Linked DNA regions of Mus musculus: regions 2, 3, 4, 5, 6 and 7 are each linked to region 1. Evidence: chromatin contacts called from public ChIA-PET and promoter capture Hi-C data. All regions are on one chromosome and are shown on one strand. The core of a region is the stretch at or near the end of the contact, and the rest is flanking DNA. Distances in the headings are between cores, read along the strand shown.

Region 1 (3,544 bases), core at 467-2,966:
CTGTCAATCCTATTCAGGAAGAGAAAACTGAGGGAAAAGATACCTGAAGAGTGAGAGAAGGCTAGGACTAGGATTACTATAGCCCAGAGTCTGAAAGCAAGCCATTTGCTCAGAGAAGTCCAGGCCTTCTGTATTAGGGTTTCTCTTCTCTTCTCTTCTCTTCTCTTCTCTTCTCTTCTCTTCTCTTCTCTTCTCTTCTCTTCTCTTCTCTTCTCTTCTCTTCTCTTCTCTTCTCTTCTCTTCTCTTCTCTTCTCTTCTCTTCTCTTCTCTTCTCTTCTCTTCTCTTCTCTTCTCTTCTCTTCTCTCTCTTCTCTTCTCTTCTCTTCTTTTTTCTTTTCTTTTCTTTTTCTTCTCCTCCTCCTTCTTTTCTTTTTTCTTTTCTTTTTTTTTGAGACAGGGTTTCTCTGTATAGCCCTGGCTGTCCTGGAACTCACTCTGTAGACCAGGCTGGCCTCGAACTCAGAAATCCACCTGTCTCTGCCTCCCAAGTGCTGGGATTAAAGGCACCTGCCACCACTGCCTGGCTTGTACTAGGGTTTCTTTTGCTGTGATGAAATACTATGACCAAAAACAGATTGGGGAGAAAAAGGTTTATTTGGCTTACATTTCCACATATTAGTCCATCTTTGAAGAAAGTAAGAATAGAAACTCAAACAGGGTAGGAACCTGGAGGCAGGAGCTGATGCAGAGATCATAGAAGGTGTTGCTTCCTTATAGAACTCAAGACCACTAGCCCACAGATAGCCCCACCCACTGTGGGCTGACCTTCTCCATCAATCACTAATTAAGAAAACACCCTACAGGTTTGCCTACAGAAGGATCTTAAGGATGCATTTTCTCAATTGTGGCACCCTCCTCTCTGCTGACTCTAATGTCAAGTTGATATAAAATTAATCAGCACAGCTTCTAACATGGAGATGACCCAGACCAGCTCTCAGAGACCTCAATCTGATAGAAGGAACCTGCTCTTTGGGAGTGACGTTCAACCCTTAAGAGTTCCTATTCCAAGGTGTGAGATAGCCAGGCTCTCTGGAAAAGTTAATGTAATAATCTTGTAACAGTATAGCACTCTCAGGTTTACAAAGTAATAAATAAATGTACGCGCCGGCGGTGGGGAATCTTCAGGCTATACAAGCCTGCATGCAATCTCAGTGCTTGGAAGTGAAGGCAGGCAGGCCAGGAACACAAGTTTGTCTTTGCCTTGGATACACGGGGCATGTCTCAACAAAACAAAACAAGCCATCACCTCTGCCGTCAACAGCAACGACAAAACAAACAAACAAAAAAACAGAAAAACTAAGGATTTTCAGACAGTAATGAAAGAGCATTAATCCTAGTGCAAACAGTTTGTAAAACTGTTCTACTCAAACTACAGTTTTGTGCTCTTTTCTTAAACGTCTAGTAGGTTGACCCTTTGGTGAGTGCTTTCTTCCTGAGTCTTAACTGCGGCTTGTAGGAGGAGAAGGCTAACAGTATCACTTGATCAAAACTTCCAGCCCTATTAAGATGTGAGCTCAGAGCTTTCTAGAAAGCTCCCAGGTATCTGGTGACCATAGCAACTCAAGCCAAACTCTGCGGCAGCGAGCCCCGCCCACTGCCTTGGGACCGCGACTGTTGATTTGCTCCTCGGCTTAGCCAATGGCCAGAGAAGCGGGTTGTGTTCCGGGAGCTCAATGGGCACCGATGGGCGGGGAGGCGGGAAGAAAGCCGGGAAGGGCGAACCCGCACGGCCGGGCGGCTCCTGCGTGTTTCCGGCTCCGCTGCGGAAGGCTAGCGAGGGGAGCCGTTGGGCCCGCGCGAACCGTGGGGAGCGCGGGCATCGCAGAACGCGAGTGCGGAGCTCGGGGCGCAGCACGATGGGAGGGGAGCAGGAGGAGGAGCGCTTCGACGGCATGCTGCTGGCCATGGCGCAGCAGCACGAGGGCGGCGTGCAGGAGGTAAACGACGTGGCCCGCGCCGCAGCCCTTCTCCGCGGTCGGCCGAGACCTCCCCCACCCCGGCCGCGCGGGTCCCCGGGTCCCCGCGTCCCAGCTTCCGGTCTGCCCAGCCCGCGAGTGAAGTCTCGCTCCAACGCCGTCAGCGCCCTGCACTTAGCCCCCAAGAGCAGTTTTCGTTGTCCCAGAGTGACCCCAGAGCTTCCGCACCCACTCTGCGCTCCACGGGTGTTTCTGCTTTCATTTTAATGGTTACTGTGTAGAGCATCCCTAATGGTGGTTACTCTTTAGAGCATCTCTGGGCCGACTCTTCTCGATATGATCTGCATCTTACCCAAAGTGGAGCCTGCCTATCAATACTGTGTAGGGTAGTGAGAGCCCGGGGGGGCGGTTAGCACGTGGTCTCTTTATACTTGAAAGTATACTGACTGAGGAAGTGAGCCGGAGACCTGTAGGTTAAGCTCCCTCCTGGTTTATCCTCAGTTACCTCGTCTGTGAGGTGAAGCTTAGGAATATCAGTTCCTGTTGTTTTTTTTTCTTGAGTCAGGGTCTTGCTCTATATCCCTGGCTTACGCAGAACTTGCTATATAGACCAAGTGACTTCCAAATCAGGGTTATTCTTCCTCTGTCTTCAGAGTGCGGGAACTTGGATATGGGCCACCCTGCCTAGCACCTAAGTACTTGTCATTGTCGTGTACCAGACACATAATAAGACTGGGTCCTGGGGATGCAGACACGGAAGAGACTAGGCTTTGCATTTGGGGAATTTGTTGAGGGTTTCTTGCTTTAAAAAATTATTTGGAGCCGGGTGTTGCTTTAATCCCAGCACTCAGGAGCCAGAGGCAGGTGGATCTTTGAATTTGAGGCCAGCCTAGTCTACAGAATGGGTTCTAGTACAGCTTGGGCTACACGGAGAAGCCTTGTCTCAGAAAAAAAACAAAACCAAAGAAATTTATTATTATTATTATTATTATTATTATTATTAGTAGTAGTAGTAGTGTTTGTGACAGGACAGTTTTAAGGGGCCAGTTTATTCCTGCCACCAGTATCTGGGTTTTTAGGGTTGAGTTGCTAGGATTTTGAGGCAGTCAATTTTACCCAGTGATTCATCTTGCTGGTCAGGATAAGATGGTGCGTGACTGGAGTCCTAGCACTGGGGAGGAAGAGGCAGGAAAATTGCTACAAGTTAGAGGTTAGCCTGGTCTGTATAGCAACTTCTAAGCCAATCAGGGATATATAGTAAGACCCACAAATATAATAACCCCCAAATAACCCATAGGTGATGTTAAATGGCCAGACCTAGTTCACACAGTGGGTGTGTAGCAGATGAGCTGGTAGAGGTAGAAAACCCAGATATTACATTCTGTAAGCACCTGAGGGTCAGAGAGTGACAAGTTTACCCAAAGCCAGGCCCCCAAGTCCCCGAGGAGACGGGCTCCTGCCACCCGTCACTGGGGATGGCTTTCCATTCTGTCTTGGTCAGAGTGACCACTGCTGTGATGAAGCAGGAAGAGCAGCTTGATGAGAGGAAAGGCTTTATCTTACTCACAGGTTCACAGAACAGCTCATCATCAAAAGTAGTGGGGGGCCAGAGCTGGAGGCAGGAGCG
Region 2 (3,544 bases), core at 313-2,812, 620 kb after region 1:
GAATTGTCACATAGTAAATACTTAACACGTTATTCAAGGAGGGTCTGGAGAGATGGCTCAGTGGTTAAGATTACATACTGTTTGTACAGTATTCATGTCAGACAGTTTAAAACTGCCTGCAACTCCAGCCCTGGGGGACTCCATCTAGCCTTGATAGGCACTGCATTCACACACACACACATACACAGAGGCATGCACACTCACAAACACATTTTTAAAAAAAGATTTATTTATTTATTTTATGTATAGGGGTACACTGTAGCTGAACAGATGGTTCTGAGCCTTCATGTGGTTGCTGGGAATTGAACTCAGGACCTCTGCTGGCTCCAGCCTTGCTGGCTCCAGCCCCAAGATTTATTTATTATTATATGTAAGTACACTGTTGCTATCTTCAGACACACACTAGAAGAGGGCATCAGACCCCATTACAGATGGTTATGAGCCACCATGTGGTTGCTGGGAATTGAACTTAGGACCCTTGGAAGACAGTCAGCGCTGAGCCATCTCTCCAGCCCCACAAACACATTTACAAGTAAAAATAACTTTTAAAAAAGGTTTATTGTATGAATGATCATCGATATTTTCTATTCCTTTCTTTCCTCTCACTTCCTATGCCCTACCTCTTTTTCTTTCTCCAGTGCTAGAGATCAAACCAATCCCTAAGTCTCACACACACTAGAACGGACAGATCAATTAGCTCCATATTAAGTGAGGGGGACACAGAGACACACACACAAACTAAAATGTATTAAAGGTTTTGGGTCATGTACAGATGGCCTCCATACACACACAGCCAACCGATCTCAAGAGTATCATGGCCACCGTGTTCCTATTGCCTTTAATTCTAGCTTCAGGTCTCTACTGTTTTACCATTTTACAACTGCCCATCTTTTGTAAGTGCACGTGAGTGCAGGTGCCTGCTGAGTTAAGAGGCATCAGGGATAGCCCTGCAGCTGGAGTTACAGGCGATCTGAGCCTCCAGATGTGGGTGCTGGGAACCAAACTTTGCAAAAGCAGCATTCGGAGCCTTCTCTCCAGCCCATAGAGGACACTCATTTAATATCCTGCTTTTCCCCTCCGCCTGCTCCAAAGATAGACTTTCCTCCTTGGTTGCCAGTGGGTTTAAACTCCGGATGGTCTCGTAGTTCGAATCCGACGTTGCCCGACTGTCACCCCAATCCCACACTCCTTCGGCTAGCGGGAAGCTCCACGGCAACCCAAAACATCACAACTTCATCGAGTATCGCGAGAAGCTCCAATGCTCCCGCAGCCCCCGGAGAGGCGGAGCGAGGGCGGAGCCTCAGCGGGCAGGTGGGCGGAGCCCGAGGGCTTCCGCTATCCTACTCGGAAGACGCTCTTTTCAGGCGGCGCCCCCGCGTGACTGCGCTTTACATAATCGCGGCCCCGAGCGTCACAGTGGCGTAGTCCAACCCGGACCGAATCAGAGCCGTCGGGAACTCCACGTTCCGCCCCCTCCCGCGTGATCGACGTCCACGCGAGCCAGCGAACGGCCTCTGAGCACCGGAGAGCCCGCCCCTGCGCCCGCGGCCCGCCCTCGCCCGCCCGCCCTCCGCAGCCCGCGGCCCGGCCGCCGCCGCCAGGTTGTGCCTGAGACTGTCAGATAAAGCGGCGGGCCGGCGGGAGGGGCGGCGGCGATCACGGCCCGGGCCGGACATGGCGGCGCTGTACGCCTGCACCAAGTGCCACCAGCGCTTCCCCTTCGAGGCGCTGTCTCAGGGGCAGCAGCTGTGCAAGGTGCGCGGGCTGGGGCGGCGGCCGGGAGCTGGGGACGCTCCAGGCGCGGTTCGGAACTCTCGGTCCAGCGAGGACGGCTGCCGGGGTCCCCTCGGGCAGGGTGTGGCCGGCCCGTTTTGCGGACGAGCTGAGCCGGGCCCGCAGAGGACTGCAGGGTACTTGTGGGAGCCCCGGGCGGAGTCCAGGCCCTGGCAGCCGGCGTGTCCTGGTGCTTAGCAACGGCTGGGGTTTCTTCTCCGACCTGGTGAGGTCGCGGGAGGGGACAGCTCCCCTGTTTGTCCCCGACTGGCCCCCCGGGAAGATTTCCTTGGACCGCCTTCTCTTCTGATGTGGTCGTCTTGAGTGTAGAATGACGGTCCAGAGATTTCCCTTGTCCTGGATGAGATTGAACCCCGGAATCAGGTGCTGCTTGTGAGGAGTGTTTTGAACTCTGGACACTTCGTGGGCACTTTACAGCCGATCTCAAAGTTAGAGGTGGCAAGGCTTTATTAGGGAAAATGAAAAAAGTACCCCAACAGTGTCTTGGAACACACACGAACAGGGTGACTTTTTAGCATCTAATTGGTAGCCTTCCTCCTCATCCTAAGCATTTTTTAACCCCTGAAATGCCAGCGTTTTTATATATAACTTCCTCCCACCTCGTCGGTTCAAGAGAGCAACAGTTAAGTCGGCAAGCTCGTGCAGAGTTGCCGTTGACAGATCCTCAGATATTTCAGATACAGAATGTGTGTCTGTGTCCGTCCGCTGTGTGTAGTTCACCTCCCCGCGTCCCCCCAAAAAGATGCCCACATACTTTCCTTAAGCCACTTGGGTTTACTGAGTCCGAAAGATAGTGTTTGAAGGCCCCCTTGGACATAAAAACTTTGATCTAAACATTTTTCTTGTTTGTTTCCGAGGCAGGGTCATATAACTTGTAGCTCTGGCTGTCTTTGAACTCTCAGAGATCTATCTGACTGCCTCTGTCTTCCAAACGCTGGGATTAAAGTCGTGTACTGTTGCTCAGTCTAAGGCTGTATGATTCTTTGTTGTTATTTTTGTTTTTTGTTTTTCCAAGACAGGGTTTCTCTGTATAGCCCTGGCTGTCCTGAAACTCACTTTGTAGACCAGGCAGGCCTCGAACTCAGAAAATCCTGAACTCGGCCTCCTGAGTGCTGGGATTAAAGGCATGTGCCACCACCTCCCGGCTCTTTTTTTTTTTTTTTTTTTTTTTTAAAGGAAGTTCAATAAACAAGACAGCTTTAATCTTTTGCCTTCGTATCACAAGTGATCCTTCTCATTATCCCACAACAGCAGACGGACCAGCTGGACTCTTACCTAGAGAGCTAACGACCAATCTAGAGCTTATTCATGATATATTTGTTTTAAAATCTATGAGTAGTTCATACAGATTCCTACTCCCACATCAACAGCAGGGAAGTGATATGCATATAGAGGAGAAGGTCCAGAGAGTTACATGACTCACCCAGGCCTCTTGCTAGCAACAGTTAGTACCCAGTCTGCAGCTTTTTACTGAATTCAGACTTTCTGCTCCTCTGGTCCTTTTCAGACTGTCTCCTTTCATTTCAGGAATGCCGGATTGCTCACCCTGTTGTGAAGTGTACCTACTGTAGGACCGAGTACCAGCAGGAGAGGTACAGTTCTCCTTGACCTCGAAAGATGTTTTTTGTTTTTCTTGTTCTTTTGTTTATAGTTGTTTTGTTTTGTTTTTGAGATGGTAGTCCAGGCTAGCTTTCTTTTTTTGTTTGTTTGTTTTCTTTTTTGGTTTTTGATACAGGGTTTCTCTGTATAG
Region 3 (3,544 bases), core at 387-2,886, 620 kb before region 1:
CCATTGGGACATCATGCTCAGACATTGCAGAGGGTAAGCTTGATTCCCGATTTGACTGTCAGCATGCACTGCCATTGTCCATTTGAATTCCACATAGATTGTCATTTACAGACTGATTGTAAGGACAGGCTATTCAGTCATGGAATCTGAATAACCATAAATAATCTCAAGCATATTTATTTATTTATTTATTATGTATAGTGTTGTGCCTGCATATGTGCCTACATGCCTGAAGAGGGCACCAGATCCCGTTACAGATGGTTGTGAGCCACCATGTTCTTGGTGGGAATTGAACTCAGGACCTCTGTAAGAGCAGTCAGTGCTCTTAACCTCTGAGCCATCTCTCCAGTCCAAGCTCGCTTACTTCTTTCTGTCTGTCTTTCTTTCTCTCTTTCTTTCCAAGCTTCTTTTTTTTTCTTTCTTTTTTAAGACTTATTTATTTATTTTATGTATGTGAGTACACTGTAGCTGTACAGAAAGTTATGAGCCTTCATGTGGTTGTTGGGAACTGAATTTTTAGGACCTCTGCTTGCTCGCTCCGATCAACTCTGCTCGCTCAGGCCCAAAGATTTATTTATTATATGTAAGTACACTGGCTGACTTCAGACACACCAGAAGAGGGCGTCAGATCTCATTATGGGTGGTTGTGAGCCACCATGTGGTTGCTGGGATTTGAACTCAAGACCTTCAGAAGAGCAGTCAGTGCTCTTACCTGCTGAGCCATCTCTCCAGCCCCAAGCTTATTTCTTTCTTTTTTTTTTTTTTAGATTTATTTTATTTATTATACATAAGTACACTGTAGCTGTCTTCAGACATACCAGAAAAGGGCGTCAGATCTCATTATGGGTGGTTGTGAGTCACCATGTGGTTACTGGGATTTAAACTCAGGACCTTTGGAAGAACAGTCAGTGCTCTTACCCACTGAGCCATCTCACCAGCCCCTAAGCTTATTTCTTAATATCACCAAATTTTCTGTCTTACTATGGTGTGTGTACACACCTGTTCTTTGTTCTTGGTTCTGTGGTTCTTGAGGTTGAACCCTGGGCCTCACACATGCTCCAGGTGTCCTACCATTCAGACATAGCCCTGGCATAGTGTTTTTCGTCAATGGCCCTTTTTCCATTGTTAATCTAGGCCCGTTTGTACTATTCCCATCTTCATCTATCTGCTAGCTAGTCCACTTGTACTATTATGCATGCTCTAGTAGTCCCACAAGGCTTTCCCCGTGCCCTCTCCTTTACTGAGCTCCTTCCATATAACCTCTATTTTTTTATTTTTGTATCTCTAATGTCTCTGCCACTTGCTTTTGCACACATGTACCAATTACCCATAAGTACTTTACAAGGCATTTAAATGGGGCCTAGAGGGCAGAAGATCTAATGATAATAATTACTATTTATGGGGCCAGACATAGTGGTATATGCCTTTAGTTCCAGCACTTGGGAAGCAGAGGCAGATAGATCTCTGAATTCAAGGCCAGCCTGGTCTGAGTTTAGGACAGCCAAAGCTACATAGTGAGACTCTTTCTCATAAAAACAAACAAAAAATTACTATTTATGGGGCTGGAGTGATAGCTTATCAGTTAAAAGCACTTGTTGCTCTTGTAAAGGAGCCAAGTTTAATTTCTAGCTCCCACTTCAGGTAGCTCACAATAGTTTGTAACTTCAGTATTGTGCACATGCATACATGTAGACAAAATACTCATGTGAATAAAATAAGTCTGTTTTTTAAGTGTGTATATTATTTTTTGGTTTTGGGACAGTGTCTTATATAGACCAGTCTGTCTTTGAACTTGCTGTGTAGTCAGGAATAAGTTGATTTCCTGCTTCCATCTCCCAAGTACTTGTATGACAGGAGTGTGTCACCATGCCATCTTGTAATTAAAAAAATATAATGAAACAGGAATGGTAGGAGGTAAAAGTAGCTTTTATTCTCCTATTGGGAATTGTTGTCTCAGAAGTGTACTGCCTCCGTCTGCTAACCTTGGCTTTGCCCTGGAAGCTTCTAGCCTCCTGTAATCTTATCTAAGCCTAGATTGTTTTCAGCCTCTGAGACTTACTGCGGAATAAGTTCACCCTTTCTTTTTCTTTCCGAGCCCTGACTGGCTGGTTCAGCTCAGCTGTTTTGGCTCGATCTCCTCTCCACACTAACTGATTCAATCTGGCTTCTCTGTCTCTCTGCTTCTCCTGAACTGCTCTGCTTGGCCTCAAACTAACTTTGGCTGCTCTGCTCTTCTGTTCCTTCTCGTTCTCTGGCCCATTCTTCACCTGTGTCTAGTTTGTTCTCTCTCGAACCTGTCTCTGTAAAACTCTCCCGTTGGGAGAACACCAAGTCCCAGAAGTTACCTGTCCTCTAGCCTCCTATAGGTGCACTGTGGTGTGTTTGAGCCCATGCACACACATAATCAATTATCTTTTTTTACAATGTAATTTAAAAACAATTAAGTTTGAGGTTAACCTAGGTTACTTTGTAGTCCGTGTTCTAATAAAACAAACAACCAAGAGGACTCAACACTTGCCTACCATTCATTCAGGCTCTACCATCTCTCATTCCTCCCACCCCAGGGCTACATGACACTGTCTCCAAAACTTAAAAGAGAACAAGGATGTTAAGTCTGTTTGAAAGACCCCCGAGGTGGGTGGTCAATCAATCTGAGGAGACCCTCCCAAGGATCAGCGAGACCACGATTCGGATGTAATCAGCAAGAGGCTTTATTGGGAACACGGGTACCCGGGCGACTCAGTCTGTCGGAGGACTGGCGCGCCGAGTGTGGAGTTCTTACCCTTTTTATAGGGCTGGGGCTGGGGAGCAAAAAGCGCGGGTACAGAAGCGAGAAGCGAGCTGAGTGGTTAGTTCAAATCAAGGCTTGGGGTATTTCCTGGTCATTTGGGGAACCTGAAACTGAGGTGGGACTTTTTCAGAAACTGTTGCTGGTTCCGCTTTATCTGGGTACCATCTGTTCTTGGCCCTGAGCCGGGGCCCAGGCGCTTGACCACCGATATCCTGTTTGGCCCTTGTCCTAGTATTATTCAGCCTTGATTTGTAACTGTTAATCTTTAACTGAACTTCCTTGTAACTTTTGAGAGCTCAGCTCTGGTACTTTTTCATGCCTTGCAAAATGGCGTTACTGCAGCTAGCTTGCTAAGCCTTATGGTGGGGTCTTTCATTCCCCCCTCTTTCTGGAAACTGAATAAAATCTTTTATTCACGTGATTTCACTTCTTCTGGATCTATTGATTTGAGTTGGTGATACTGTTGGGTCAGAACCAGGGCCTGCACCACCGAAATTCTGTCTTTTACAAACTGGACCAAGCGGTTGAGAATACAGGGTCCGAGGAGTAGGATTAATAAAAGTATTATCAAGGGGCCCATAATGGTGGATATCAAGGTCGTGAACCATGGGGACCTGTTAAACAGTCTCTCAAACCACCCTTGTAACATTGAAGACCTGGTGAGGGCTGTCACGTTGTACCGAGGCTCCTGCCCTCACTAAGATCCCCATAACTATCAGGGGGCCCCACGGGTTAATCTTATCTTTAAGGGAT
Region 4 (3,544 bases), core at 630-3,129, 580 kb before region 1:
TGGGTCCGCTATGTCGTCTAGGAGTACAGACTCCTCTGTGGTTGCCTCGTGGTTCCCGGGTTGGACATGAGTTTCCCCCGTAAGAGCACAGGGTGGCTGTGGCTGCTCAGTCCTTCCTAAGGCTGGGCGCTGTCGCTGTCCTCTGAACTGTGCCTCTCATTTGGGGTTAGGAGGGTTCCCTTTTCCTGCTCTAACCTTGACAGTTCGGAGCACCTAAGATAAAAAAAAAGTGTTGAGTGTTTTCTGGTGTTTTGTGTTTCTCTAAGGCCTTTGAGCCTTAGCTTTCTGGTTTTTCTTGCCTCCCAATTTAGGGATCGTCTCAGTTGTATCTGGTTATTTGGCCAGCCCTCAACCTCCTCTAGTTTGGATCCAAGGGCCCTGTATGTATGAGGAGTAAAGTAGTTGTGGGGGTGCAGACAGGACTTCTGCTAAGCCTTGGGGCTGTTAACAGCACCATGGACCTCCAGGGCCTGAGGGGCCGCTTTGCCAGTGTTTTAACAAGTTTATGTTTTCTTATGGAGTGGCTTACCTTTCAGAGTAATCACACCCAGCTGACCATCCCCTCAGCCTCCGGGCTGCTGCCTCCTTAAAACAGAGCTTCCTGGTTGGTTTCCACCCTGTTATCGGGAGCCCAGCCTCCATGCTCACGGGTATTTTTCTTCGTAAAGTTTATAAAGTTATTTATATGACTCTTTGTTAAGTCGACTGGTTTGTATTGCCTATTTTGATTACAGAATAAAACATTTAACAAACACTCCGGTTTCCTAGTGCCTCCCAGCGTCCCCTGCCAGCCTGCCTGTGACTCTTTTGAAGTGAGTTTAGGCAGATCCAGTGTGGAGGCTCAGTCTTCCCACTTCTGCTCTGGGTGGCGACAGATTAGTCTCTGCCCACACTCCTGTGTTGCAGAGAGCAACCGCCGCCAGTTGTCACTACAAAGTTGCACACCTCTCAGAGGTCAGCAGCTTCTGGGTTTCTGTGGCTTTGAGGAAATGACTTCCCCAGAAGCAGACAGGCAGTTTGCCTCAGCAGGCAGCAGAATTGTGTTGTTCCTGCGCCATTATTTATGTAGCCCCAGGTCTACTCTTGGGGCCTATAGTGAACCTGACAGAGCTTGATCCACAGTTGGAATGGGTGCTGGACTCTCTTCCATCTCATTAGCTGAATTCTTAAAGTTCAAAGATGTGGGGTGTCATTTGCAATGTAAAGGTAGAGTTAAGTTGGGATCACCCCAAAAATAGCTGTGCCAAGGGCCAGTGCAAGCCAGGTTAAGTCGGGGCACCAGCCTTTGACTCCGCACACTAGCACGCTCGCTGTCCCGCAGCCTACTTCCTCCCCCTGGCTCCTGAAGGGTGTGAGCCGCTCCCCCACCCCCTCGCTTACAGCCACCACCCCTTTCTTGTCTGAGCCTGTTTGAGTGGAGAGGTGCTTTAGAGAAAATGTCCTGGCTGCACTGGCCCTCCCCGCCCTCCAGCGCCCCACCACAGCTTTCCCCCCGGCCCTTGCTGTCTAAGCTTGCGAACTGACCCGCCTTCCAAAGTTCCATACTGAGCTGTGCTATTAAGAGACCGGGAGACCTGGGTGGCACTGCTTTGGCCACTGAATGTACACAACCCGGGTAGACTGGGGAAAGCTTTTAACTGAACCGGTCCGCCTGCCTTCCCAGCTTTTTCTGCCTTTTAGCCGGTCCCCAGCATGGGGCTGAGGGGGAAGTGGGGGAGCCAAGTAGCTGCAGAGGACAGGGGTCCTCCCGGCTCCAGGCCACGGAGCAGGGCGGGGTCATGCAGGCCCCGCCTTACCCGCCTGCGCAGCTCATTGGTCCCGAGAGCAGTGACTCGCGGGCGGAGCAGGAAGGAAACCGCTCCCAAGCGCGGCGGCGGCAGCGTAGTTCCTAGCCGTGCAGCTGCCGCTCCCACCGTCCCTCAGTTGGTCTGTGTCCCCCGCCTGCAGCATGAGTGGCCTGCGCGTCTACAGCACGTCGGTCACCGGCTCCCGAGAAGTAAGTGTGTGCCTGGGCCGGCGCCCGGAGAGGGTGGGCCGTCTCTGTGCTCCGACCAGCGCCCGGGAGCCGCCCCCACGATGGAAGCAGTGAGGTGCGGGGTATGGCCTCCCAGGTCTGGTCCAAGGGCTGGGCCCAGCCTGAACCCCCGCACCAAGGGCCCCTCGGCATCCCCAGCGTGAGCTGCCCACGCTCATTCCCCCAGTATAGGGCCATCCATTCTCTTGCACCAACCCCCGACCGCTTTAATCCCGCTTCCTCTCCACTGTGCGGCTGTGGAGGAGGAGATGTGTCTTGTAGAGAGGGCCTGCCCCTCGCCGAGTCTAGCTTCCCTGTCATGCACAGAACTTGCCCGTCTTCTTTCTGAAACTCTAGTAGTTTACCTGTCTATCCTTGGACCCTTCCCATCCCTTAGTGGCCAGAACCTCCCCTCAGAGTGGGCAGGATAGAAGCTGTTGCTCACACCCGAAGGAATTCCTCCCACAAATCCTTCAGCTTGCCTGCCAACCCTGTCAATCCTCCGCCCCTAGATCAAGTCCCAGCAGAGTGAGGTGACCCGCATCCTAGATGGGAAGAGGATCCAATACCAGCTAGTGGACATCTCCCAGGACAACGCCCTTCGAGATGAGATGCGAACCTTGGCTGGCAACCCCAAAGCTACCCCACCTCAGATTGTCAACGGGAACCACTACTGTGGGGTATGGGGTTTGGGTTCTGGGAGGTGTTGGAGGACTGCAGCCAGGGTCAGACCTGGGCAAACAACTGGGGTGCCCTGCACCTCGACTCAGGTGACTGCCTCCCTTCCTCAGGACTATGAACTCTTCGTGGAGGCCGTGGAGCAGGACACACTGCAGGAGTTCCTGAAGCTGGCCTGAGTCAGGATGGCCACCGATCCTATCCAGCTAGCTCTTCACCAGGCCTTGTAACCAACTCCTTGTCGTCCTAATCTGCAAACCCAGACCCAGACCCTTTCCGCAGCCGCCTCCTCTTCCTCCAGAGGCAACATTCCTTATTCACCAACTAGTCTCAAAAGATTGTCTTAAGCCCTGACGATGGCTGTCCCCAGCCACACCTTGGGGCATCCTCTCTGCCTGGCCCTGTCTGATGAGCATTTCTGTTGCTTCCATCAGCCAGAGCTCTGCCAAAGGCCCCGCATCCCCATCCTAGGAGTGCCCTAGAGACAATTAAATGTCCATTCCTCTGGTGCTGACTGCTTGTGGTGTCCGGGTCCCTGCCTGGCAGAGGCAGATAGTTCTGGTGGTGTTTGGACTGTCCCAGGGCTGCCGCTGCGTGTGCGTGTGCATGTGTGTATGTGTGTGGAACACATGGCTGGCTGGCAGCACATGACCATGATGGCTGAGTCACCCTGTTTCCCATGTAGGTTCTGCTGTCTGCCTGCCTGCCTGCCTGAGGGTGGCTGCCCCCGGGCTGCCTCCCGTGTTGGAGCTGACTGATTCAGTGTAGGGGGGTGATGGGGGCGTGTACAGCTGCAGCAGTATTAGATTGGGTCCATGGGGGTAGTTGTGGCACTGGTTTTGTGCACACTCT
Region 5 (3,544 bases), core at 543-3,042, 550 kb before region 1:
CTTCCCAAGAGCCCCCTCTCAGGCCTCTCTGAGTAGGATGACACTTCTTCACCCAAATTCCAAAACATCAAGTCTTAAGAGACTTCAGGAAGGACTGGAGAGATGGCTCAGCGGTTTAAGAGCGCTTGCTGCTTTTGCAAAGGAGCCGGGTTCGATTACCATCACCTATGAACAGCTGTGACTCCAGTTCTTAGCGCATCTGATATCCTCTCTGGCCTTCACAGGAGCCAGGCATATGCATGGTGTACACAGGTGAAACACTCATATGCACACACACACACACACATACATACACACACACACATACACACACACACACACACACACACACACACACACACACTTCTTTAAGGATTTTTTTTTTCCCAAAAATGATTCACTTAAAATAAAGAGCAGAGGAGCAGAGGAAATGGGGCCAGACCCAAAACTAATCAAATCTTGCTACCGGTTCCTGGATCTCAATGGTCCTGAGCCTCCATAGAACCAATGGTAGGATCCATCCACCATTTCCCACGACTTCTACATCCACTCCACTCTCTTAGCTCCCTTCTCTTGTCTGATCATTTGCTTGCCTGTGTGTTTTCAGACAGAGTCCCAGGTAGCCCAGGCTGGCCTCAAAGTCACCATTTAGATATAACTGCCCTTGATCGTCTCCTGGGCTCTACCCTGAGTTCTGGGATTACAGGGACTCAATCTTTAAAACAAAACACAATTGCCATTTATATAACAGTTGCTAGAGTTAGGCATTATCAATATACAGGGCTTTTTGGTTGTTTTGGCTTATTTTTGTTTTGAGCCAGAATATTTTTATTTATTTATTTATTTATTTATTTATTTATTTATTTATTTATTTATTTATTTATTTTTGAGACAGGGTTCTCTGTGTAGCCCTGACTGTCCTGGAACTGACTCTGTAGACCAGGTTGGCCTCGAACTCAGAAATCTGCCTGCCTCTGCCTCACAATTGCTGGGATTAAAGGCGTGCGCCACCACACCTAGCCTGAGCCAGAATCTTAACTATGTAGTTCAATCTTGGAACTTGGAACTCACTATGTAGCCCAGGCTAGCCTCAGACTCATAGAGACCCACCTGCTTCTGTCTCCTAAGAGCTGGCATGCTTTTTATTTTAATGATTTTTTTAATTGTATATGCATTGATATTTTGCCTGCATGGGTGTCTGTGTGAGAGTGTTGGACTCCCTGGAACTGGAGTTACAGTTGTGAGCTGCCATGTGGGTGCTGGGAATTGAACCTGGGTCCTCTGGAAGAGCAACCAGGGCTCTTAATCTCTGAGCCACCTCTCCTGCCCCTTGTTGGCTCTTTTTAAAGTAAGTGATTAGTCAGCAGTGTGATGTAGGGCTGCAATTCCAGAATTCAGAGGTTGAGGCAGGAGCAGCTTGAATGTAAACCCATCCAGAGTGACATAGACCATGTCTCAAAATACAAAGATAAAAAAATAAGGCTTATCACTGCAGCATACTTTTTTTTTTTTTTTTTTTTGAGGGGGATGTTAAAGACTTGTAAATTCAGCCTCAGGCCTGAGGTCTGAGTTGTCAAATCATGAAAACAAGATTCCTTCCCAGGACACAGGGCTCCAAGCCTGGAAACCATCCATCCATCCTGCCCCGTGTCTCCATGTTGCTCTGTATGCCCTGCCTGTGCTTCTTTTGAGAACTGACAACTCATCTACAGGAACCTCAAGGCTAGTTTCATCCACCCCCAGGTTTGAAAGAAGGAAGCTCCTTTCCCCGCCCCTAGGCCCTCCTTCCTCCCGCCTCCTCCCTTTCTCTTCTGCAGAAAAAGCAGCCAGGTTCAAAGTGGCCTGCAGACTGTCCTGAACTCATCTCTCAAAGCTGCTACAGAGCCCAGGAAGATTTCAGGATGAAGAGCTTCCTCCTCTTCCTCACTATCATTCTTCTGGTTGTGATTCAGGTAAGGACAGCTCCTCCTAGAGTCACTGCAGCTACCACCAGGTCTTAGCTTAATGGTTTGGTCCAGGTTCTGGGGAAGGAATGCAGGTTCTCGGTGGTGGTGGTGGGGACCCTTGCCTTCTACCACAGGGACAGAGATAGATGGTCGCCAACTGGAAACCAGGGATCTAGGAGGGCCTATATGGCTGGGTTTCTACTCCTCACAGGCGCTATCAGACTGGCCTCAGAGAGGGAAATCTCAGAAGGTGTCTGATGTGTGAAGCTACTCAGAGGGTTCTGGGTAATTCTGGATCAGGAGAGGAAGCCCTGATGAGGAGAGCCGCAGAAGTGGCCCTTTTGAGAGGGCTGGAGAGAGGTCTAATAGACTGCCATAGGTGACCGAGGGTCCCCTGCCCCTGCCATAGTGAATTGTGGGTGTGCAGGAATACAGAGACAGAAGTCTCCCATATACTCTGCAGATCAACTGCCACCCTGGGAGGCATCCTTTGTGGCACTATGTACGCAGAGAGGCCTGATTAGCACAGGGAATGGAGCCATCAAGTTCTTGATCAAGAACATCTAGACCATGCATCAAGGCAGTTTGATGGCCACCAAAACTAGTTTGATGACCATCAAGGGCAACTTCAGTTACTGCCCGATCAAGCATCAAGGACAGCTTGTCACCTGCCATCCCCACCCCACCCTCTGCCAGGGGCCTTACTCAGGCCCGTCACGTGTGATACTCTGGACCATGGTGGACTCTGATCACCAGGAGATGAGGAAACCGAGGCTCTGGGAGGGGAAGCCCACATTTGGGTTTCTGTTTCCCTCTTTGCTGGAGGATCTGGCAGCCTGAAAAGTGGTGGGAAGTTTCGAGGTGGAAGAATGACAAACATGGGGGCTGCCTTTCCCTTGCCTGTGATGAGGTGGGAAGCCAAACATCTCAACAGGGCTGATGGCAGTTTTATGGAAGCCTAGAGTTGAAGAAAGGGAACAAAGGGGCAGGAGCCCTCAACAGAAGGTTCAAATCCTACTGAGCAGCGCTTCTCTTGCAGATACAAACAGGATCCTTGGGACAAGCCACTACGGCCGCTTCTGGTACTAACAAAAACAGCACCTCCACCAAAAAAACCCCCTTAAAGAGTGGGGCCTCATCCATCATCGATGCGGGTGCCTGCAGTTTCCTCTTCTTTGCCAATACCTTAATGTGCCTCTTCTACCTCAGCTGAGGTGAAGGCGCAGCTTCTGAAGCCCCGTGCTCCACCCACTGCTGCCACCATCAGTAGCGAGAGACATCCCAACCCACGGGAAGGGTTGATAGCAGATATCCAAGGAGGCTAAAGTTGACAGCCAATGGCCGGAATGGGAGCGGGGCCGTGACACCCAGCTAGGGCACAATAAAGTTATACTTATGCTTAGATGGGGTCCCACGTGTGATCGATCACTGCACATCACTGGCCTCAGGAGTCATGTGTGCGGCAGTATTAGGAGTGAACCCAGTACTGCCCTTGACTCTCAAGCCCCACACACCCCAGGTTCAGGCAGGTGCCCAGCCCATGCCCTTGATGTCTTCATACTGATAGATTCTGGGAAATCACATATTGTTTGGCTGTTTCTCTCAAAACTCCCAACGGG
Region 6 (3,544 bases), core at 718-3,217, 530 kb after region 1:
CTGGCCCTGGCCCCTAGGGTCTGCGGTAGAGAATTCCCGCCCCCGCTTCTCTCCCTCCTCCTGCTCTGTGCGATCTGTGCCCGCTGCCCGCCTCAGGGACAGCCCCAGCTCCCGCCTCCGGCCAGCAAGGCCCACATCCTTCCTCCCTCAGCTGGCCCCTTTGCCTGGCAGGAGGCTGGGGGGGTCAGGCTGCTGGGGAACCCTCCCCCCCCCAGCTCCCATCAGTCCTCGTCCCCAGCCCCCAAACTCTGGGTTGCTGTCCCTTTTCCTGTAGAACAGGAAACAAGGTTATCTCCTAGTCTCAGAGCCAGCCCCCTGCCCCTTTGGCTCTGCCCAGGGACCCAGACCCAGCCAGGGAAGGCGCCCTCAGCCAGAAAGCAGAGATTCAGCAGCTCACCCCAGCTCCCGACCTAGGGGGCTGACAGCTGTCACTCAGCACCCCACCCCCTGGGGAAGAGGGGGCCGATTCAATCAGAGCCCTAGAGGAAACGTATTGATACACGATTATTTATTTATTTATGCAAAAGTGAGCCGACTTTGTTCGCCAGGTAACCGGGCACGCGGCCCAACCCCTCTGGCCAGGCCGCCCCCAAATCCCTCCTCCGCCCCACACCCCCTCCGGGTCATTAGGTCCCCGCCCCTCAACTCCCAGAGCGCCAACGGAACCTTGGGATTTGGGGGCTGGAGGGGAGGGGCTCCTCCCTCCGCAGTCTCCCCTTTTCCCAGCGCCTATCCTAAAATCCAGCCTTGTTCTCCGCTCCCACGGTCCCCCTACATCCCCCCCCCCACATTCTCAGCAAGCTGGAGAGCAAATTGCAGTTTTAAATCCAAAGGCGGAGGGAGGGGGAGGAGGAGGGGGTGCGCGGCAGCTCTGGGCGCGCACCTCGCCCCCGAGCCGGGGGAGCCGCGGGGCGGCCAGGAAACCCGAGAACCCCCCCTCCCCGCCCCCCCTCCCCGTCCACCTCCCCCTCCCCCTTCCCGGCGCTGCCTGCCAGGCTTCGAGCCGAGCCCAGCCGAGCCGCGGGCCCCGGTGGAAACAAAGACCGATCGCACCGCGGGCACCGCAGCCACGGGGTCCGGCGGACCGGACTGGGGGCGCTGGGCCCCCCCACAGTGCGCTGCACAAAAGAGCCTGGCCGGCCGGTCCCCAACCGCGTCTATTGCTGGGCAGGAGGCGCTACTTACCGGAGTGCTGGGCTGCCGGCTCCGTGGGTCCGAGCCAGGCGAGGGGTTTCGGGGGGCGTCTATCTTCCGCCGGCGGCAGCGACACGGGCGCCCGGCTGCTGGGAAGAGGAGTCGTAGAGGAGCCCTGAGCCGCCTGCCGTCGCTGACAGCATGGCTCGCGCCTCGGCTCACATTCTCCGCCGCTAACTCCGCTGGACACGGCCCCCCGCTCCCGCGGCGTCCCCCCCACCACGATTACTCCTTCGCTATCTGCGCCCCACTCGCTTCCCCAGCCGCTCACACACTCTCACAGCCCTGGACACCCCCGCCCCAACCCCCCAATTGCAAACCTGGGAGGGAAGACGCCCCGCGTAGTCCTCCTGCTCCTCCTCCGCCGCCCTCCTCCCTCCCGCTCTGTCTGTCTGTCTGTTTGTCTGCCTGTCTCTATTTCTCTCTCTCTCTCTGCCTTTCTCTGCTCTCCGAGCTGGGTGGGAAAAGGAAATGAGGACAGAAAGCAGACGCTGGCTTTGGGTGGTGGTAGCTGGATTCCCTCTCTCCCTCCCTCCTCCCTCCTCCCCTCCCTCCTCCTGCCTTCTGCTCTCTCCGCTGCGAGCGGGGCTGAGCGCAGCCTGGCGGGTGGCTCGCTCGGCCCGCCCGCCCGCCTGTCTGTCTGTCTGGTCTGCCTCGCTCGCTCCCTCCCTCCGTCTCTCGCCCTCGCCCTGCCTGCCTGCCTGCCTCTCTCCGTCTCCGCCGCCGCCGCCGTTGCCTCTGCGAGCTCGCCTTACCTTCGCTGCTCACCATCCGGAACCCCAGGGGGGAGCGCGCGCAGAGCACGCCGGGACTTGTAGTCCCTGTTCGGCCGCTCCGCGCGCTGTGCGGGCGGGGCCACTCCGGCTGCTCCGACGGCGCGGCCCGGAGCGGACCCTATGCCGGAGTATCCCTGGCCCGGATGAATCCCGTTTTATCTAGGACTGCTGATCCTCCTCAAGGGTTAGGAACATTCCGGGCGTTCCGAGGCCCCTACTCGGGGCTCTGGCTGCGCCAAGGTTGCGGGTGGTAGCGCAGGGGCGGGGTCTGAGAATAAAATGAGTGGAATCGGGCATCAGAGGATGAGCCAAAAGGGCTGCGACTTTCTGGGGTGTCCCAAACACGTTGAGAGGGCCCATGGAGAGACGAGAGGACCTACACTTTCAATTTGGGGACGTTTTTCCTATCAGAAGAGGCGTTTGGCAAGAAAGCCGCTCTGGAAACGCTACAGTCTCCTCCGCATTTCGTGGCCCTTCGCCTCAAACTCAGCCCTGGATTTAGTTCTTCCAGCGCCTACTTTTTATTGTCGTCCACGGGCGGCGAGGGCGCAAAAAATTCTGGACAAAGTGTAGATACCATGCCTTCTGAATTTGAACAATTGTTTGTGAGCGGAATTCAACAGTTCTCCAGCGCCTGCTGCGGCGTGGGGGTTGGGCGCAGCACTTTCACCTACCTCCTCTTCAGGTCACATCTGTTCTCCAGCCCCTGGCTCTGGGCCCCCTGCCTTGCCTATCCCACAGATGGGAATGTGCGCCTCTGAGGAAGGCTTTGTTACCCCCAGGGAGGTGGCTGGACAGCTCTGAAAGGAGAATTGCCGCGGCTGCCATTTACTGAGCACCCGGGCAGCACGGGGTCCTTGGAGCCTTGCAGAAAAAACCCTACGAGACCTTATTTCTATTTTAGATATAAGAGTTCCGGAGCCCAGGTGTCCCGATTAGAAAGTGGTAGATTCAGCATCTGGATAATTTCAAAGCTTCCTTCCTTCCTTAACCCTTGGGCGGTAACAGAGTGGTGATTCCCTCTACTCCACCCCCCCCCCCCCGCGTCCCCGCCATCCTTTACTGTTGATCTTTCTTCCCTGTGTCTATGTGTCCTCCCTTGGCACTAAGGTAGATAAGGTTTGCAGAAGAAACAGATGAGTGATGCAGTGATCACTGCCCTGCTACTTGTCTATTGACTGCTTCTGAGCTGATCCCAACTCATGACTGTGTCTGACATTCCTTTGGCCAATGTCTGCCAACTTAGTCCATCTTGCCCCATGTCCTAAGCTTCTCTAGCAATGCCTTTACTCCCTGATCCACCTGCTTCTGATGCCTTCTTTGCTCTTGCAGGGTAATTGCTAGTCAACACATGTTTAGATGGTGACATTATGCTAACAACACATCCACACCACCTTCACCATCCCTCCATCTCTCCCAGTCCCTACCTATAGAGCAATTGAAACTTTTCCAGAAAGCAAGTAACAGGGGAGGCTCTAAAAAGCACACCCACTGATGTGGCATCGTGGCACATGTGGCCAGCTGGAGAGGCCTCTGTCTAGGGGCCACTTCGCTTGCAGACAAAGTAACCCCAA
Region 7 (3,544 bases), core at 660-3,159, 520 kb before region 1:
GTGTTCACATGCACATAACCATTTATACAGATACACACATACACACACATAACCATATATACAGATACACACATACACACACATCAAATGATAAATCTTTAGTAAATTATAAACAAACACGCCTATTTTGCCAATGAGATTTATAAGGTTCAGATGGATGCAAAATATTTTTCAGTCATACCTTAGCTGTGGAGACTTGTACCCCAAACCTCAGAGCTTAGCCACATTCCAAACTCCCCATATAAATGTTTATATAGGTTTACATATTTATCTGGTAAACCGAGTCTGTGTTTTGATGGCTACTCTATAAATTTTTTTTAATATTTACTTGTTTGCTTTTATACTTTCAGGGAGAGTCTCATTTTGTAGTCCTGGCTGTCCTGGAGCTCACTATGTAGACCAGGCTGACTTCGAACTCACAAGAGATCTCTACCTGAATCTGCCTCCCAAGTACTGAGATTAAAGGCTTGCACCACCACGCCTGCCCCTCTTTTTGATGTTCTGAGATAGCATTTTGCTATGTAACTCTGGCTGGCCTGATAGCATTTATGTAGCCCACTGTGGGCTCCAACTCAAAACAAGTCTTCGTTCTCACCTTCCCAAGCAGAGGGCTGGGATTATATGCATATACTAGCATGGCTGACTGGGGTTCCCCCCAGGGTTTGCTCATTTGTTTGAGACAGGGCCTCATGTGGACCAGTGCGGCTTTGAACTCTCTGTTCCCAAAGAGGGTCTTGAACTTGTTTTTTTTTCTTAAGTTACATTTGGTGAGTGTGTGTGCCTGTATGTGTGTGCACATTCCTGCATGTGTGCATGTGTGTGCACATGTATGTGGATACTCGTGTGTGTGTGTGTGTGTCCCACGATGCACGTGAGGACAGCTTGTGGGTTGTCCCCTTCCACCATGTGGGTTGAGAAGACTGAGTAGTCAGGTTTGACTGCAGACAACCTTTGTCCACTCCCTAGCCGTGACCTTGAACTCTGATTCTCTAGCCTCTACTTCCTCTGAATGGTCAGATGATAGGCATGCCCAACCCTTCCTTTTCCCAGCTCTGGAATGTAACCTAGGGCTTCAGAGGTGCTAGGCAAACCCTCTACCAACTGGGGGACCTCTCAGCCCTGGGGTTCACTTCAGACCTTAAGGAGCAATCCTTGCTTATATCTCCAAGTATGACATAGCAAGGCTGTTTTCAGACCTAGGGACCCCAAAGACCCTGCTCACCTAGCCCCCAACAGCTATACCCAGAGTGAGACATAGGCCCACTGCCCTAATTCTCTCCCCACTCCCTACCTCCCTCCTTCCTAAGAAACTGGAAGAAACAGAACTTTGACCTGCCCTGTGGCCCAGCAGTGACTCAGGTTTTATAAGGGGGCATAGATGAAAGGGCCTGAGGCCCACAGATGTCTGACTCAACTCCAGGACCACTGCTGGTTGTTACCAGTGTCTGGGATAGAGTTTGTGGGGCCTCTGACAGCCTGTGAATAAGGATGGGGAGTCCTGGATGACCCCCAAGACTTCCTTAGCCAGGGTCAGTTGAGAGCAGACACACATGGACACCCTAGGCTCAAACTCAGCTCCTTACAACAGCCCGACCCTGCCACCCTCACTGAAGCTGTGTTCTCTCCCCTGGGATCCCCCACTTTGTCCCTTACTCAGCACCACATAAGTAGCCTCCTCCTCACAGAGTCCCCTGTCTTCATCCCCCCAGATCGCTCGTCATTGGCGGCAAGCGACAAAGCTTGAGCTCTAACCGATTTGTTCACTCATTCATTCATTCAGTGCTAATTATTTGGGGCCAAGTGCCAAGTCCTGGCCAGACTCACCCAAGGCTAGCTTTCTTAAGAAGCTGATATCCCAGGAGTCAGATGTTTGGAAGGTCCCATGGGCTTCAGCAAGGCCACAGGGAAACAGCTTGGGGGAAACTGAAGGAAGGCAGTCCGCACAGGGTTGTATTGATGACGTCCCAGCAATCAGCTCCATGCCATTCTAGGCCCAGCCCAACCCAGGGACAACACCCCCTGATGGCCATTCATTCCTTAAGCATGTGGTCATAGCTTCTGCTTGAATACTTCTAGGGACAGGGAGGTCACCTCCTGACAGTTCACATGTCCCATCCCTAGACAGTCAAGATGGCTAAGATGTTTTTCATGTGTGTTGGAATGTGCCTGCCTATAGCTCCCCACTTTTGCCTTTGTCTGGAGACACACCCCAGTAACCTAGCTACCACCCCTGCAAACACAAGGGCCTGTTCCAAGAGCCCTCTCTTCTCCACGTCTACAAGTGGATTTGCTAGCAAGGTGACCTGTGACCTCTAAGCAAGGTGTGTGGGTATGGGAAGGGAGAGGCTGAGGGGGGTGTGGGGGGAGCGTGGGAAAAAAATCTCAGCTAACCCAACAAGTCCTGGGATTCTCCCCGCTTACCTGTGAGTCACCCCCAAACTAGGCCAAACCAGTCCACAGGCCCACATGCTGCCAAACACATGGCGCATCAGACAGGCATTCACAGAGTCGAAGACCCACCACATCACACAGCACAGAAATACAGAGATACCCGCCTAGACAAACGCAGCCAGGAACACACAGCAACACACACACATGGTCACACACCAAGAGACACAAACACACAGGGGCTCTGTAGGCGTGCAAGCCACACGCTCCACTACAGAACACACAGGCACCACAGCACATGTATGCACGTATCTCCGGAACACACCCATTCAGCTCACAGCCAACAAACAAGCTCTCTCTGCTTTGCAATCCATCTGCCCTTGAATAGGAACCTGTACTTGGTGCACGCAGAGCTCACACATTCCCGCGTGCTACCCGGCTGTACTCTGCCCTTTTCCCCACATTAGTCAAACCTGCTTAAAGAACCCTCCAGCAGAGAGTGGGTCCAGAAGGACAGTGTCCCTGAGAGTCACCTCCTTCCTCTCTAGGGACCTCCTACATTCCAACTCCAGGCTGTATTCACCTAGACCCCAATCAACCAGAACCCCATGTCCCCCACCTCACCCTCCTGCCTGTTTCCCATCTGCTTCTAAAACCAGCTCACTTTCCACCCCCTCGTCCTTGTACAGACTGCCTTCCTATGCTGGGGTACCCTGGCAGCTCTCAGGGCCAGTTTGGATCACCCGTGTCCTCCTCCCTAGGCACAGAACTGGCACACCAACCCCTACCTGGACCTCCTTGCTTTGGCTTTGTTAAGGGTGCTTTTAGATCCATAGTATGTTCCACACAGCAACCACAAGTTACCCTGTGCTCTGCACAGGGCCAAAGAGACCTCTTTGCAAGGTGTGCAGCCTTAGGGGGTTTGGGGAGGTGGCTAGGGTGTAGACAGACCTGGGTTTGAATTCTGACTGGCTGGTTGGCTTTGGGCAAGTGACTTACTCTTGCGGAGCCTCAGTCTCCTGCTCTCGTTAGCTGGGGTTGATGGGAAGGTTAGCTCCTAGTCTGTGGATTAAAGAAGACTACACTTACACTTGAAAAACAAAGCACAGATGACTGGCGCCTCTGCCATCAGCAGCAGCTTCTCAGAGGCCCCTCT

The links. Promoter capture Hi-C pulls out the DNA fragments that hold promoters and counts their contacts. ChIA-PET counts read pairs in DNA pulled down with a chosen protein or histone mark. Capture Hi-C pulls out chosen DNA fragments and counts their contacts.
Region 2: a promoter capture Hi-C map of liver shows a contact between it and region 1, with 2.1 times the contacts expected there. The contact joins the promoter of Fam76a here to the promoter of Nudc in region 1. A contact is called at or near these places in 3 of 39 promoter capture datasets (hippocampal neurons, neutrophils and pre-B cells) and 1 of 9 other capture datasets (liver).
Region 3: a contact with region 1 is called in a promoter capture Hi-C map of liver, with 2.3 times the contacts expected there. The contact joins the enhancer-like site here to the promoter of Nudc in region 1. A contact is called at or near these places in 5 of 39 promoter capture datasets (3T3-L1-derived adipocytes, liver, neutrophils and 1 more) and 1 of 115 datasets of contacts at active chromatin or transcription factors (large pre-B cells).
Region 4: a promoter capture Hi-C map of pre-B cells shows a contact between it and region 1, with 2.7 times the contacts expected there. The contact joins the promoter of Sh3bgrl3 here to the promoter of Nudc in region 1. A contact is called at or near these places in 7 of 39 promoter capture datasets (the 3T3-L1 cell line, cranial neural crest, fetal liver and 4 more) and 2 of 115 datasets of contacts at active chromatin or transcription factors (double positive thymocytes and large pre-B cells).
Region 5: an RNA polymerase II ChIA-PET map of memory CD8 T cells shows a contact between it and region 1, with 30 read pairs. The contact joins the promoter of Cd52 here to the promoter of Nudc in region 1. A contact is called at or near these places in 5 of 39 promoter capture datasets (the HPC-7 cell line, cranial neural crest, frontonasal cranial neural crest and 2 more) and 2 of 115 datasets of contacts at active chromatin or transcription factors (bone marrow-derived macrophages and memory CD8 T cells).
Region 6: a contact with region 1 is called in a promoter capture Hi-C map of neutrophils, with 2.7 times the contacts expected there. The contact joins the promoter of Ahdc1 here to the promoter of Nudc in region 1. A contact is called at or near these places in 8 of 39 promoter capture datasets (HPC-7-derived erythroid cells, the SN4741 cell line, hippocampal neurons and 4 more).
Region 7: a contact with region 1 is called in a promoter capture Hi-C map of liver, with 2.2 times the contacts expected there. The contact joins the promoter of Crybg2 here to the promoter of Nudc in region 1. A contact is called at or near these places in 4 of 39 promoter capture datasets (the C10 cell line, hippocampal neurons, liver and 1 more) and 1 of 115 datasets of contacts at active chromatin or transcription factors (pancreatic cancer cells).

Annotation. Positions count from the first base shown.
Region 1 is chr4:133,544,199-133,547,742 of GRCm38.p6, reverse strand. It overlaps Nudc (nudC nuclear distribution protein), which reads left to right and starts at 1,716. Exons shown (of 8, transcript NM_010948.3): 1 at 1,716-1,938. The coding sequence starts at 1,858.
Region 2 is chr4:132,920,569-132,924,112 of GRCm38.p6, reverse strand. It overlaps Fam76a (family with sequence similarity 76, member A), which reads left to right and starts at 1,562. Exons shown (of 9, transcript NM_145553.2): 1 at 1,562-1,755; 2 at 3,322-3,386. The coding sequence starts at 1,675.
Region 3 is chr4:134,163,778-134,167,321 of GRCm38.p6, reverse strand. Cep85 (centrosomal protein 85) reads left to right here. Exons shown (of 14, transcript NM_144527.3): 3 at 1-33. Among named protein-coding and RNA genes, the nearest start is that of Cep85, 22 kb to the left of the region's middle. Within about 2 kb of position 1,636, at least 52 of the 459 cell types and tissues checked have an H3K27ac peak or open chromatin away from gene starts, as enhancers often do. A contact at or near this core is called in liver, where this site is marked.
Region 4 is chr4:134,127,068-134,130,611 of GRCm38.p6, reverse strand. It overlaps Sh3bgrl3 (SH3 domain binding glutamic acid-rich protein-like 3), which reads left to right and starts at 1,879. Exons shown (of 3, transcript NM_080559.2): 1 at 1,879-1,996; 2 at 2,527-2,694; 3 at 2,806-3,206. The coding sequence starts at 1,949. The coding sequence ends at 2,871. Cep85 (centrosomal protein 85) reads left to right here. Exons shown (of 14, transcript NM_144527.3): 14 at 1-754.
Region 5 is chr4:134,093,321-134,096,864 of GRCm38.p6, reverse strand. It overlaps Cd52 (CD52 antigen), which reads left to right and starts at 1,792. Exons shown (of 2, transcript NM_013706.2): 1 at 1,792-1,931; 2 at 2,965-3,327. The coding sequence starts at 1,881. The coding sequence ends at 3,138.
Region 6 is chr4:133,009,929-133,013,472 of GRCm38.p6, reverse strand. Ahdc1 (AT hook, DNA binding motif, containing 1) reads right to left here and starts at 1,967. Exons shown (of 7, transcript NM_146155.3): 1 at 1,950-1,967; 2 at 1,186-1,283.
Region 7 is chr4:134,066,817-134,070,360 of GRCm38.p6, reverse strand. It overlaps Crybg2 (crystallin beta-gamma domain containing 2), which reads right to left and starts at 1,909. Exons shown (of 20, transcript NM_001162970.1): 1 at 1,825-1,909.